2 separate regions of the Ovis aries genome follow, and region 2 is linked to region 1. A link is a contact called in public Hi-C data. All regions are on one chromosome and are shown on one strand. The core of a region is the stretch at or near the end of the contact, and the rest is flanking DNA. Distances in the headings are between cores, read along the strand shown. Region 1 has its middle 20 kb from the start of MATN1. Region 2 has its middle 280 kb from the start of MATN1.

Region 1 (6,037 bases), core at 1,392-3,891:
AACACACAAACGCACGGCTCACACACCCCCACAAAGTCCAAGGGGGTCCTGGAGTCAACCTCTCCCCAGTTCCCAGCTACCCCAAGGGTCTCATCACCAAGGGGACTGTTTCAGCCCTTCTCTCACGCGCCCCTCCCCTCCCCTTCTCAGCAGGTGAGCTCACTTCTCTGCCCAAAGAAAACCCAAGCCTCAAAATAGAAACTCCCTCAGTTCAGTTCAGTTTAGTGACTCAGTCGTGTCCGACTCTTTGCGACTCCATGAATCGCAGCACACCAGGCCTCCCTGTCCATCACCAACTCCCTAGATTTCCCGAAACCAAACTTTCCACCAAGCGCCACCCCCACCGCCCCGCCCACCCCCGCCCTGCCAGCACTCACAGGCCCCTCCTCTTCCTCCTTCTGAAGTTGGAGCTTGTCTCCTTGCTCTGCCTGGGCCCAGACCTGCTCCGTGAGGCCCCTCCTCCCCACCTCACTCTGTCCAGGGGGAGAGGGAAGCACTGCTTTAATCCCTATCTATCAACCATCTGTCTGTATTTATTTCTGTCTAGCGCTGTGGCCCCCTTCCCTTCACACGTGATTCATAGTTGCTTGTATTCAAGTCTCTCACCTTGTAACAAACAAGCCTGAACTCCACATCCCTGTCGTTGTATCCCTCTCTTTCCCCTGACAGCCCAACTTGTCAAACCACTGGTCCACAATGGTTGTGTCCCACCCCACCCCCCGCAGCGTGCACACACACACACCCCTGTGCCCACCACAGTCCCCATGCAGCCCCTAGGACCCTGCCCTTGTCAAGGCCACTCTGCCCTCCCTGCTGGTTCCCCCAGGAGCCACCTCTAGCCTGCAGCCACCACTTCCTGTCTGGCCTCTTCCCACGCTCAGCCCTGTCCACAGCCACACAGTGGCCAGAGGGACCCTCAGACCCAAATCCGCCCAGGTTCCTCCCCTCCTCACACCCTGCGTAGCGACTGTTCAGGGTAACATCCCAACTCCCTGGCATGGCTCCACTGCCCCCACCATCGTTCACTGGATGGATGGGTGGATGGATGGGGTGGGTGGTTGGAGATGGATGGATGGTGGATGAGAGATGAATGGATAAATGAGACATGGATGAAGGATGGACACAGGCTGGGTGGGTGATGGATGGGTGGATAGATGAGCATGTCAAGGACAACACATCCTAACAAACACTCAGAGCTGGTTCAGAACCCCCAGATTGTGCCAAACTCTCCCTGCCCAACCAGCAGATCTTCACCCCAAGAGAAGACAAAATCTCAGGATGAAGTACAGGATGAAGCCCTACTGCTCTGGAGACCTGGCCAGCCCTTTTTGCTGCTCTTCACAGCCATGACCCTATGAGGTGGGTCTCTTGGTCTAAGGCTACAGTCAAGGATAGGGTGGCTTCAAGCAGCCCAGTGGGTGGCCAAACTGGACGGATACCCAGCCTGCCTGAGCTGTGAACGTGAGCAGGGCACCCCTGGCGGGGGCTGCTCACATGAAGCTGTACTGAGGATTCTTCCCGGCTGAAAGCCGTGGGTCTCGGCACCCAGAATAAGCTCCTGAGGCTTCCACAGTGATGCTAATACTACCAAGAATGCCACCATGAGCTGCCGCCGCAGCTCCAAGCAATGACTCAGTGCTGAGCTCCAGGCCAGCCCCCCACCCACCTCACCCAGTTTCACCCCACCACAGCCCCTCAGGCTGCTACGGCTCCTCCCCACGTGACAGAGGAGGAAACTGAGGCTCGCAAGGGGCAGCAAGCTGCCCAAGGTGCCCCCATCCCGCCACCGGCAGAGCCAGGCGGGACCCTGGTGTCTCGTGGGCCTCCTCCGTGTCTCCCGAGCTCCAGCAGCTTCTCTGACCCTCCCGGAGACTGCCACCCACACCTCTACCTGCACGATATTGATTTTGATTCAGTCCGACCCTTTGACTTGAAAAGGCCTCCCCTTTTCAATTTGCCTCACCGTGAGCAATAACATCCATGAAATCAAGGTTTAATGCACTAATTGCTTGTGAGGTTTTTTCTGATATTCATTAAAATAAATACATGACTGGTAAAACAGAATATTAATGTTTGCCCATGCACCACCTGTGATCCCCTCTCAGAGGCCCCTCCCTGGGAGACTCCGCAGCTGCTGCTGGAGAAGAGAGGAGGGAGAGGGGTGGTATCTGAGCAGTGAAGCCCGCCTGGCCTCTCCCAGCCCAGCCCAGCCCAGGACAGCGGCAGTTCTTTCTCCTGGGGAGGCCCCACCTCATCTGCTGCCCCAGGCTGGGTCTTGGCACAGGGAAACTCCCTGGCAGCTGGAGAGGGGCCTCCTGACCACCAGCCCCGTGAGGGAGGACCCTGGGGGAAGGGACCAGAAGGTTGCGATGGCTCCAGTGGGATGCCTATGGGAGTGCCCACCACGTCCACTCCCCGCCAGTCCTGGCTCCTGGAGGAAGCCCCAGGCTTAGGACAGATTTCCTGGCTCTGCACCAAACACAGGAGAGAGGCGGGGAGGGATTGCTGTCCACAGGCCAAGGACTCCTGCCAGGAATGAAAGCAGGAAACTGCAAGGGAAAATTTGATACCAAGAGGAGGGAAAAGCCCTGCCCACTGTGGTCACACACCCAAGCAGCAGCTGCACCAACCCTGGGGGCAGAGGGGAGGGAGGTGGCAGGCAGAGAGGCCCCAAGTGGGAGAGAAGGCTGCACGACTGGGCGGGGGTCTGTTCCAGCCCACACGGTAGAGGGGATGTGAGCAAGCTGGACGGGGGTCCAGAGGTGGAATCACGGGAGCCAGGATCCCAGTCTAGGAAGGGGAGTCCTCCTGGAGGAAGGAAGACTCTGGGATCAAGTGGGGTAGACAGGCCAAGTTCAAGTCCCAGAACCTCTACTTGTCTGTGTAGGTCCCTTCTGGTCTCTGAGCCTCACTTTACCCAACCTATACAATGAGGATAATCGTACTTCCCTAAGTGGTTGTAAGAAATAAACAAGGTTAGCACTGTTAGGACAAGGCTTAGCCCATAGTAGGGCTTCCCTGCTGGTTCAGATGGTAAAGAATCTGCCTGCAATGCAGGAGACCTGGGTTTGATCCCTGGGTTGGGAAGATCCCCTGGAGGAGGGTATGGCAACCCACTCCAGTATTCTTGCCTAGAGAATCCTCATGGATAGAGGAGCCTAGTGGGCTACAGTCCTTGGGGTCGCAAAGAGTCCAACACGACTGAGTGACGAGGCATAGCACGGCGTAGCATAGCCCACAGTAAGCAGAGATTTATGTTAGCTCTTCATAGAGTTATACGTGTAGTTACTATTTATAGTTATACTGAAGTATATTATTGTATATTTGTTTATATATTTATATTATCGACATAATTATTATATTTTTGTTGTTGTTCAGTCACTCACCATGTCCAACTCTTTACAGCCCCATGGACTGCAGCATGCCAAGTTTCCTTGTCCTTCACTAACTCCCGGAGTTTGCTCAAACTCATATAAATTGAGTCATATTATTTATATATATATACATTTATTATTTGCATAATTATATGACTTATTTTAATTTATGTCTTAATGTATATAGGTATACTATGTACATTGTGAAGTGAAGTGAAAGTCGCTCAGTCGTGTCCGACTCTTCGTGACCCCATAGACTATACAATCCATGGAATACTCCAGGCCAGAATACTGGAGTTGGTAGCCTTTCCCTTTTCCAGGGCATCTTCCCAACCCAGGGACTGAACCCAGGTCTCCCACTGGAGGTGGATTCTTTACCAGCTGAGCCACAAGTTAATATACCATAAATTGCAGTTTATAAATTATGTTTTATTATTATCACTAAAAGGCGAGGGGAACCAAGGGAGCAGATATGCTCTGCATGGCCTGGATGCCTTCACTCTTTCCCACTTTCATTCAACATACAGGATTCTCAAGAGCAACTTGGAGCAACTCTGCCCCAAGAGGCAGAGTGGTGCTCATTCTCGGCCGTGACTACACAGTCACAAGCCCTCAGGTGGGCACCTTAGAGAGGACGGAGGGGCTGTAGCTGTGAGGGTGCCGGGGTTCCAAGGTCAGTTCCCAGGGACGACGTGCCTTGTGCGCGCCTGGGGCAGCCCGCGATAGCATCGGTGCAGTGAAGCTCAGGGCGGTGGAGGACTGGCCGTGGCCACATGGGGTCTGAGCACAGGCAGGGTGGCCACCCTGGAGACCGTCCCCCTGCAGAGCCCCCTTGCCCCATCACTGGGCCAGGCAGCCACTCACACTTTACAAGGAGGCAGGAGACACAGAAAGGCCCACTTCAGGCCCTGGGACCTGGGGAGAACGTGGGAGGGTTGTGCAGAAAATCTGTTAGCAGATTTTCATGAGGGAGGGAAGGACCATTCTTTTTTTTTTCTCTTTTTTCTTGTTTGCCATGTGGGATCTTAGCTCCCCGACCAGGGACTGAACCCACGTCCCCTGCACTGGGATCCAGATCTTAACCACTGGACCGCCAGGGAAGTCCCAGGAAAGGGCTGTTCTAGATGTGAGGAGATGCGCCCCCTCCTTGAGGCCCTCGGGGGAGACCTGTGATTGAGACGGGGCTTCTGGAAGACCTATGACTGAGACGGTGGTCCTGGACCCAAACCCTGACGAAGATGCAGCTTCTGTCTTGAGCCCCTTGCGCCCCTCGCCCTGCACTGGGCACTCACACACTGGCTCCTTTCAGTCTTCACACCCCAGCCAGGGGGGAATCATTCTCCCCACTTCTTAGGTGAGCAAACTGAGACTCAGAGGAGCCCGAAGACCCCAGTCACCTCTGCCCCAGGGTCTCTACTAACCCCTTCCTTGGGCTGCAGTTATTTTGGGCTTGAGAACACATACCCTGATTTAGGGACAGAAGACTTGACCACTGCCCACCCAAACAAGAGAGGGTAGGGAACAGGAAGATGTCTCCTGGGGGGCCTCCTGCTTAGCCCCCACCCTGCCTCAGCATTCAGGACTGAGCTGCCATCCCTAGTTCAGCAAAGCCCCTGAACAGGCCCTACAAGACAGGAGATGACTCCAGCCCAGGCCCTTCTCAGAGTTCAGAGTGAGCGATGAGAATGGGAAGATAACACCCACCTCTGAGACTTACACCCACAGTCTGCCCTCCTGGGAGCCCCTGTGTGCAGGAGGGAGGGGCAGTTTAAACGGATTAGAGTAGGTGCTACAGAGTGGAGTGATGGAACTGCCCCAGCTCACGGGAAGGAGTGCTGAACCCCATTCCTGGGCTGATGGTGCCACCCTGTGGCCAGCTTCCACCATAGCAGCCCCAGGTCTGCAATTCCAGCCCCTTAACTCCAAGGTCCAAAGTGATCCTTGAGATCTTCTTGCCCAGTGTCAGGGGTCCATTTCACAACTGGGGAAACTAGGTCACCCAGGTATCAGCAAAGGCTGAGTGGATACAGTAGGAAATAGTCCAACGGGTCTGAACAACAGCCAGGTCTTACAGCACCTAGAATGCTCAACTACTAAGAATTTCATCTCCAAGATAATAGGGAGCTTGAGAAGGTTCTTGAGCAAGGGTGTATGTGTGAGTGTGACTGATCAAATGTTCACTGTAGGACAATCACTCTGATATCAGTGTGCTAAATGGACTGAAGAACAAGGCAGGAAAGCCAATTAAGCTGCTATGGTCCCAACCTATGGAGGAAGGATTAGAACTTCCTTTCATCCTAGTGAATCTGAACCCCAGAGAGGCAACCTTGGTTTCCCCATTCATGGAAAAAAAAATTATTTAAAAAGGTCACTAACAAGTTTGAATTAAAAATTGCGTGTATATTTCAAAGCACCTAATGGATGACCCAAAAAAGGTAAATCAGTGAGTGATCTAAGTCTGATTCTGATCCTAAATGTGCAAAGGCTGCCGTGCCCCCGCCAGAGCAGTCCCCTCCCCAGGCGGGCACAGCTTGACAGCCGCGGAGCCCCCTCCCTCTCTCCCCTCTTCCCCTCCCCCACCACGCAGCCGCTGGGATGGGGAGGCAGCACACTCACGTAGCAGGAGGCTCTGAGCATCTCCTGCCTCCTCCCATACTAACTGC
Region 2 (6,037 bases), core at 944-3,443, 260 kb before region 1:
GATCTGCTGGGTCACGGCCCCTCGCGGCAGAGCTGTTTGCACTGCAGGCTGAAGCTGCTGCAGAACCATCTCGGTTTCTGCCACAAACCGGCAGACGCTGGGGTGGCGGGCCTCCAAACCTAGTTTGTCTGGCACCTCCTACTAGGGCATCTAAAGTACCTGCTACTTCCTGCTCCCCAGAGCCAATCAGCACAATGTCCTCAACGTAGGGGCCGGGGTGTCATTTGGTGGAGACAGTCGGTTCTCTGCAGACTGACTCTGACCCACCAGGGGACTGACTCCTCAGCCTGAGCAGCTGGTCCCAGACCCCAGCGGCACCCTCTCTTACAGGCCTGCGAGACCGCAGAAGAGAGCTGCCACCCGGCAAAGACTTCAGAGAGGAGGCACAAACTCAGAGCCCAGTCCCTTCATGGCACAATTTTTCATTAATTCGCTCACTTGCCCATCCACATGTCCTCCCATCCCCACACCTCCAGCATTTGGTGAGCAGCTACTATGAACTTGGCATGGGGTGCAGCAGTGAGCACAAGAGACCCAGGCCCTGCCTCACTGCCCCACGTGGTCATAGGGAGAGGTGACAGACACCCCAGTGACTCACCCAGTTCATGATGGGCTGGTGGTCATGATGACTCCAACAGGAGAGGAGACCAGTGGACAGCACGGGGACCCAGAACAATGTGGAGGTGCAGGGTGGACAGGAGGAGCTCAGGGGAGGTGACATCCCAGCTGAGACTTGAAGTGGAGGAGCTACCCTGTCCAGGGACCCCCTTCACTCTGGAAAGTGTCCCAGTAGGATGATAAATCATGTGATCACCTTAGTCAATAGGGTTAAACAGTCTCCTGGGCCTGGCACACAGTAGGCACTCAGCACACAAGAGCCATGAGATCATGATCACGGTTATGCTTCAGTTGTTATTATTATCTGAAGACACCTCCTGCTCTGAGGTCTCAGAAACCATCAACAAAGGGTGTGGGGTGAGCACTGCTTTCCCTGGATGAAGCTGCTCCTCTGGGGCCACGGAGACCCCTCCCCCTGAGCTCCTACAGCTGGGGATTGCACCCAGGCACAGGGTCAATCCCTCTCCATCCCCTTTCCTTGCCGAGGAGGCAGGTGGCTCCTGCTGACAGGCTGTGGTGCCAGGAATCTGGGGAAGGTTTAATTAATTATGACAATTGACACCTTTGCCAGATGTCCACCATGAGACTCCAGCTCTGATGATAAAAGGTTTGGGTAATTCTGTTTGAGCAGCACTTTGCAAGCAGTATGCTTTTCATTTGGGTCACCAGGAAACATGGCTTATTTTGCAAGACACTGCCCAGGGAGGGCCAGCTGGCACTTGGCCCTACTTACTCCTATCCTGGCAGATCTCAGAGTGTGCCAGAACTGGGCAATGGCTATGTTGTCCCTGGGGCTGACCTCAGGGAGGGGGACCTGTGCCCAGGGGACAGGGAGGGTATTAACAGAGAGCAGGGAGAGCAGAGGTTTATTGAGAACAGATTATTGAGGGCGGTCTCAGGGTGACTGGTCTGCCTTCCTTTAAACGTCACACCATCCCCTCCAGAGAGGGTCAGCATTACTTCTGATTTCTTAGATCAGGAAACTGGGGTTCAGAGGGACAGTGATTTGCCCTGGATCACCCATGCTCCCCTCACCTTCACCCATCAGCTGCCTAAACCCTGGCCCATGCAGTATCTTCCAATTTCAGCCCAAGACCCAAGAAGACACCTCAAGGCCCCCAAAGTGTCCTGGGCAGCCTCCTGAGTAGGGGAGGGGCTTATTAACATGGAGATCCCAGGACTCTCCCCAGATTCAGGCACCAGAACCTCTGGGAAGGGGTGGGGCTGGGGAATTTGTATTCAACCATCTCCCTGGCTCAGATGGCATCTGCCTATAATGCAGGAGACACGGGTTCGATCCCTGGGTGGGAAAGATCCTCTGGAGAAGGAAATGGCAACCCACTCCAGTAATCTTGCCTGGAAAATCCCATGGACGGAGGAGCTTGTAGGTGATAGTCCATGGGGTCACAAAGAGTCGGACGTGACTTCACTTTCGCTTTCACTGGATAAGCGTGCTGCCCTCCAGCCTGCTGGGAACCACTGTCCCAGTTAGTTCACTCCTTCCCCATCTCCTCTGCTGCTGCACCAGTCCTCCCATCAGTGCCAGCTGCGCTGACCTCTGCCCGTGGCCACCACGCCCTCCTCCCAGCAGCCCTGCGGCGGGAACCACCACTGCCCTTCTCCAGGGTGTCAAGCGAGGCTCAGAGGGGGGGAATGATTGTCCAGTCTCTGCTCTCAGCTCCAGCCCCACCCCTAGTCCTCTCCCTACTTCCCAGTCCCTGGGGAATCCTGGGTGGGGAGGGCCCTGCTGACTCACTCACACCAGCTCCCCACGAGGGACTCAGCTTCAGAGTCCGGTGGCCCAGGAAGAAATCCGGAAGTCCTGGGTGTCTGTGACTCCGCCACCCCAGCGGCGCTCCACCACCCCGTCTACAGCCCCTCCTCTGTCCACACCCGGCCTCAATCCAGCCACAGAAACTGCATCCCTACAGACTCACATCCCTGCAGATCCAAGGGAGCCCCGCTGGGTCAGGGCAGGAGCCTCAGCTCTATTCTCTCCCATTACAGTCCCCAGACCTCACCTCAGGGTTCTGGTTCATGGTTCAGTGAGAGACAACACTACTGTCTGTATTTGCTTCCTAACTTTGCATCACCAGGAGATTGGAGGTTGATGGAAAGTTCTGGAACCCTGGAGTTCAAGGTCCCTGGAAGCTGACCTGTGCCAGGCACACAGACGCCATCTGCATTACCCCCATTGAAACTCTGACACAGCCACGTGAAGGTGTGTGACTCCCCCATGTCCTGGATGAGGACGCTGAGACCTGGAGGGGTCTGCATCTCACCTACAACTCACAAGTGCACGCTGGGGACAGAGCAGGCAGTGGACCCTGACCCCTATCCCCCAACTCCCAACCGCTGCCCACAGCACTGCCCTCCCTCTGGCACCTCCCAATCTGCCTGGCCCGGGGCCTCCAGAAGCCCCTTGGCGGTGATGGTACCCCAGGCTCCACACTCACTGGGAAGAGAGAAATCACAGCTCTACTCGATGCATTGTGTCTGCCACCTGGGTCAGGTCAGGGCTGCAGGAAAAGCAGGTAGAATCAGTCCAGATGGAGCTGCTGAATCAGCCCCACGTGCTCCGTCCTGAGCCCCGTCACTTACTCCAAAGACCTTGTTGTGCCTACTCTTCACTCTGTAAAGTTCAAAGTGGCCTTTGGCCAAAAGCGATAAAATTCTGACCTAGAAAAGTTAAAAGGCCTTTGAAACTATGAGCCGGGAGCGCTGGCCTGAGGACAAGGTGGCCAAGGCTGCAGAAGGAAAAAGAAGAAAAGGGGAGCTGCAGTTCCGACTCCTTCAGGTCTTCAGTGAAGTCCGTGGGCCCAGACCCCCGATCTGACCTGTGAGTGGAGAGGAAATGAGAACGAGGCGTCAGGGGGCGCCCAGCATGGGGAGGGGCACACGCAGGCTCACTCTGCAGCTCCAGCCAGGACGGCTGTGCAGCCAGCAGCTTGGGAGCCCTGCCACGGTCACGGCCCCGAGAAATGCTTCTCCAAGTGTTGGGGCTTGCACCACTGTGGAGTTGACAGCAACACGCTTGAAGGTGTCCAGAGCCTCAAAGACACCAAGTCCCCGACACCTGGGCCATCCTGATGACATCACTGGCAGAGCCACCATGTTTTGCCAAGTCCCACCAAAAAGACCAGTTCCTCACGTGTTGCTCTCTGCTCTGTGTCTTGACTCAAGGGCACCCCTCCTGCCCCAGCAGTGGTCCTGCTCTGCTCATAATGCATCACAGGTAGGGCACCACTGCAGGGCAGGCTGATGGGTGCAGCTGTGAGCACTGGGCAGTCTCCACGTGAGGACTGGCTGGGAATGCTAGGGCGTTCATAAACTGGGAGCAGCCTTCAGCCATGACGCGTGAGGGGTTGGAGGAGGCGTTCCAGCTTGCTTGCCCCCTTCCAAGATGGGATTATTGTAGAAAAGAGAGTGGGGCACAGGAGCATAGTCACATCCAAGTGCCTGGGACGGCCACCAAGTGTGGCTTCTTGACTTCTCACAGGAAAGAATCAAGAGTGAGCCATAGTAGGTGAAAGGTTTATTCAGGGAGGAAACACACTCCTTAGACAGAGTGTGGCCATCTCAGAAGGCAAGAGAGGCACCAAGGTATGGGGGTTGTCAGTTTTTATGGGCCTGGGTGATTTCATGGGTTAGTGAGAGGCAAGACTATTCCAGCTATTTGGGGGAAGGGATGGGGACTCCAGGAAGTGGACCAGCGCCTGCCTTTTGCCCTTTACATTCATGGTGCTGGTCGGTGTCATTGAGCATGCTGAGGGGTGGACATAATACTGAGGCTCAAGGTCCAGTGGAAGACAACTTGTCCGCCATCTTGGACCTAGTTGGTTCCAGTCGGTTTATACCATGTCCCTGGGCTCCATCATTCTCTTAAAGGTTACGCCCTGCCCTGTTCCTGTCTCCCCTCGGGGGTGGTTGCCATTTCTCTGGGAATCTTTCTAGGTCTCAGAACTTTAAGAGAAGGGTTCTTAGATAAACCATCATGTCTGGGACATTGAATTTTAAGGAAACTGGCTTAAGGAAGTTAGTGTATGTTGATTCCTCATTTGTTCGGGTCTAGATGTCACAGTACCTAGAAGAAATGCTTCAGTTTATGGATAGAGTGGTGGCCAGTTTCTAGCCTAAATAATAATGAAAGCAAACCCTCCACTCTGTGTTTCATTATGTGCTGTATTCCATTTGTTTAGAGAGAGGGGAGTTGTCTTTAATTGACTCTCCTCCATCATTTTCACCTAGATATGAAGTGCTTTCTCACCTCTGAACTCTTTCAGCCCCGGTGCCAACCTAGGGGTATGGCAAGCTGGTGACCCCTTGGAGCAGAGCAGACAACTAGGGAACCTAAAGCCTGAGAGTAGAAAGAGATGGCACAGCCATCATCCTCAAGAGCAGGCAGCACTCACAGGTTCCCTGCCCCACCTCAGGAGCCTGACATGTGACCCGGTGGGTTTTAGCACGTGCAAGATTTCAGCGCGAATGGCAAATGCAAGCACTCATGTTCTGCTTCTGCGTTCCCGTGGCAGACATCACTAATCCATCCCAGCACTCTTTCTCTCTCACCTTGAACTCCATCCCGAACTCCTTTCCAAGGCAACACATCAAGCAGATACAACCATCCAACTGGTACTGTTTTGAGAGATGATCCTGTTTGCCCAATAAGAATAAGGAAACCTCCAGCTACATAAAATGTTGGTGGTAGAGTCAGAGAGTCCTGGGTTTGAATTCTAGCTTATAAATGACTAACCAGGGTAGCATTGGACAAGCATATTTATCACTCTGAGCCTCAACTTTCCCATCTGTAAAATGGGGGTAATTGGCATCCCATAGGGCTGTTGAGAGGATTACATGAGAAAATCCCTGACCCAGCACATGGCACAGGGCAGATGTTTAACAATAGGATTCAAACTGAAGAGAGGGTCTTCTTTGGCTAACATGGGTGTTTAGTTTCTTGATCACCTGATGACCATCTGGTGGCCACTCCTATCACCAAAGCTGGGAGCCAGGATTCACTGGTGTGTTGGGAAGGTCACTGGGTAGGTGTCAGAGGCCTGCGTCCTGGCCCTAGGTCTCCTGTGAACCAGTTGCATCTTCTAGGTTCTAGGGCAGGTCCCCTCCTCCTGGGGGTGGGGGGATGTGGAAGTGGGGGAGGGGTGTCCCACCTGGAAAACAGGATGAGCCTAGATCGCCACTGCTCCCTTCAGACATTTAATAAATCTTTTTTTGGTTGCGCTGCATGTTCATCGCTGTGCGTGGGCTTCCTCTAGTTGCAGTGAGCGGGGTTACTCTTTGTAGTGGCGCACAGGCGTTCACTGCGGCGCCTTCTCCCGTTGCAGAGCAGAGCCTAGGCGCATGCGCTCCAGCAGCTGTGGCGCACGGGCTCAGCAGTCGCAATTCTCAGGCTCTAGCGCAC

The links. Hi-C and Micro-C count contacts between places; a contact is called where the count stands out from the background.
Region 2: a Hi-C map of liver shows a contact between it and region 1, with 7 times the contacts expected there. The contact joins two enhancer-like sites. A contact is called at or near these places in 3 of 16 Hi-C or Micro-C datasets (liver and tail adipose tissue).

Annotation. Positions count from the first base shown.
Region 1 is chr2:236,611,130-236,617,166 of ARS-UI_Ramb_v3.0, reverse strand. No RefSeq gene overlaps it. Among named protein-coding and RNA genes, the nearest start is that of MATN1, 20 kb to the right of the region's middle. Within about 2 kb of position 2,641, at least 5 of the 54 cell types and tissues checked have an H3K27ac peak or open chromatin away from gene starts, as enhancers often do. A contact at or near this core is called in liver, where this site is marked.
Region 2 is chr2:236,866,662-236,872,698 of ARS-UI_Ramb_v3.0, reverse strand. No RefSeq gene overlaps it. Among named protein-coding and RNA genes, the nearest start is that of MATN1, 280 kb to the right of the region's middle. Within about 2 kb of position 2,193, at least 2 of the 54 cell types and tissues checked have an H3K27ac peak or open chromatin away from gene starts, as enhancers often do. A contact at or near this core is called in liver, where this site is marked.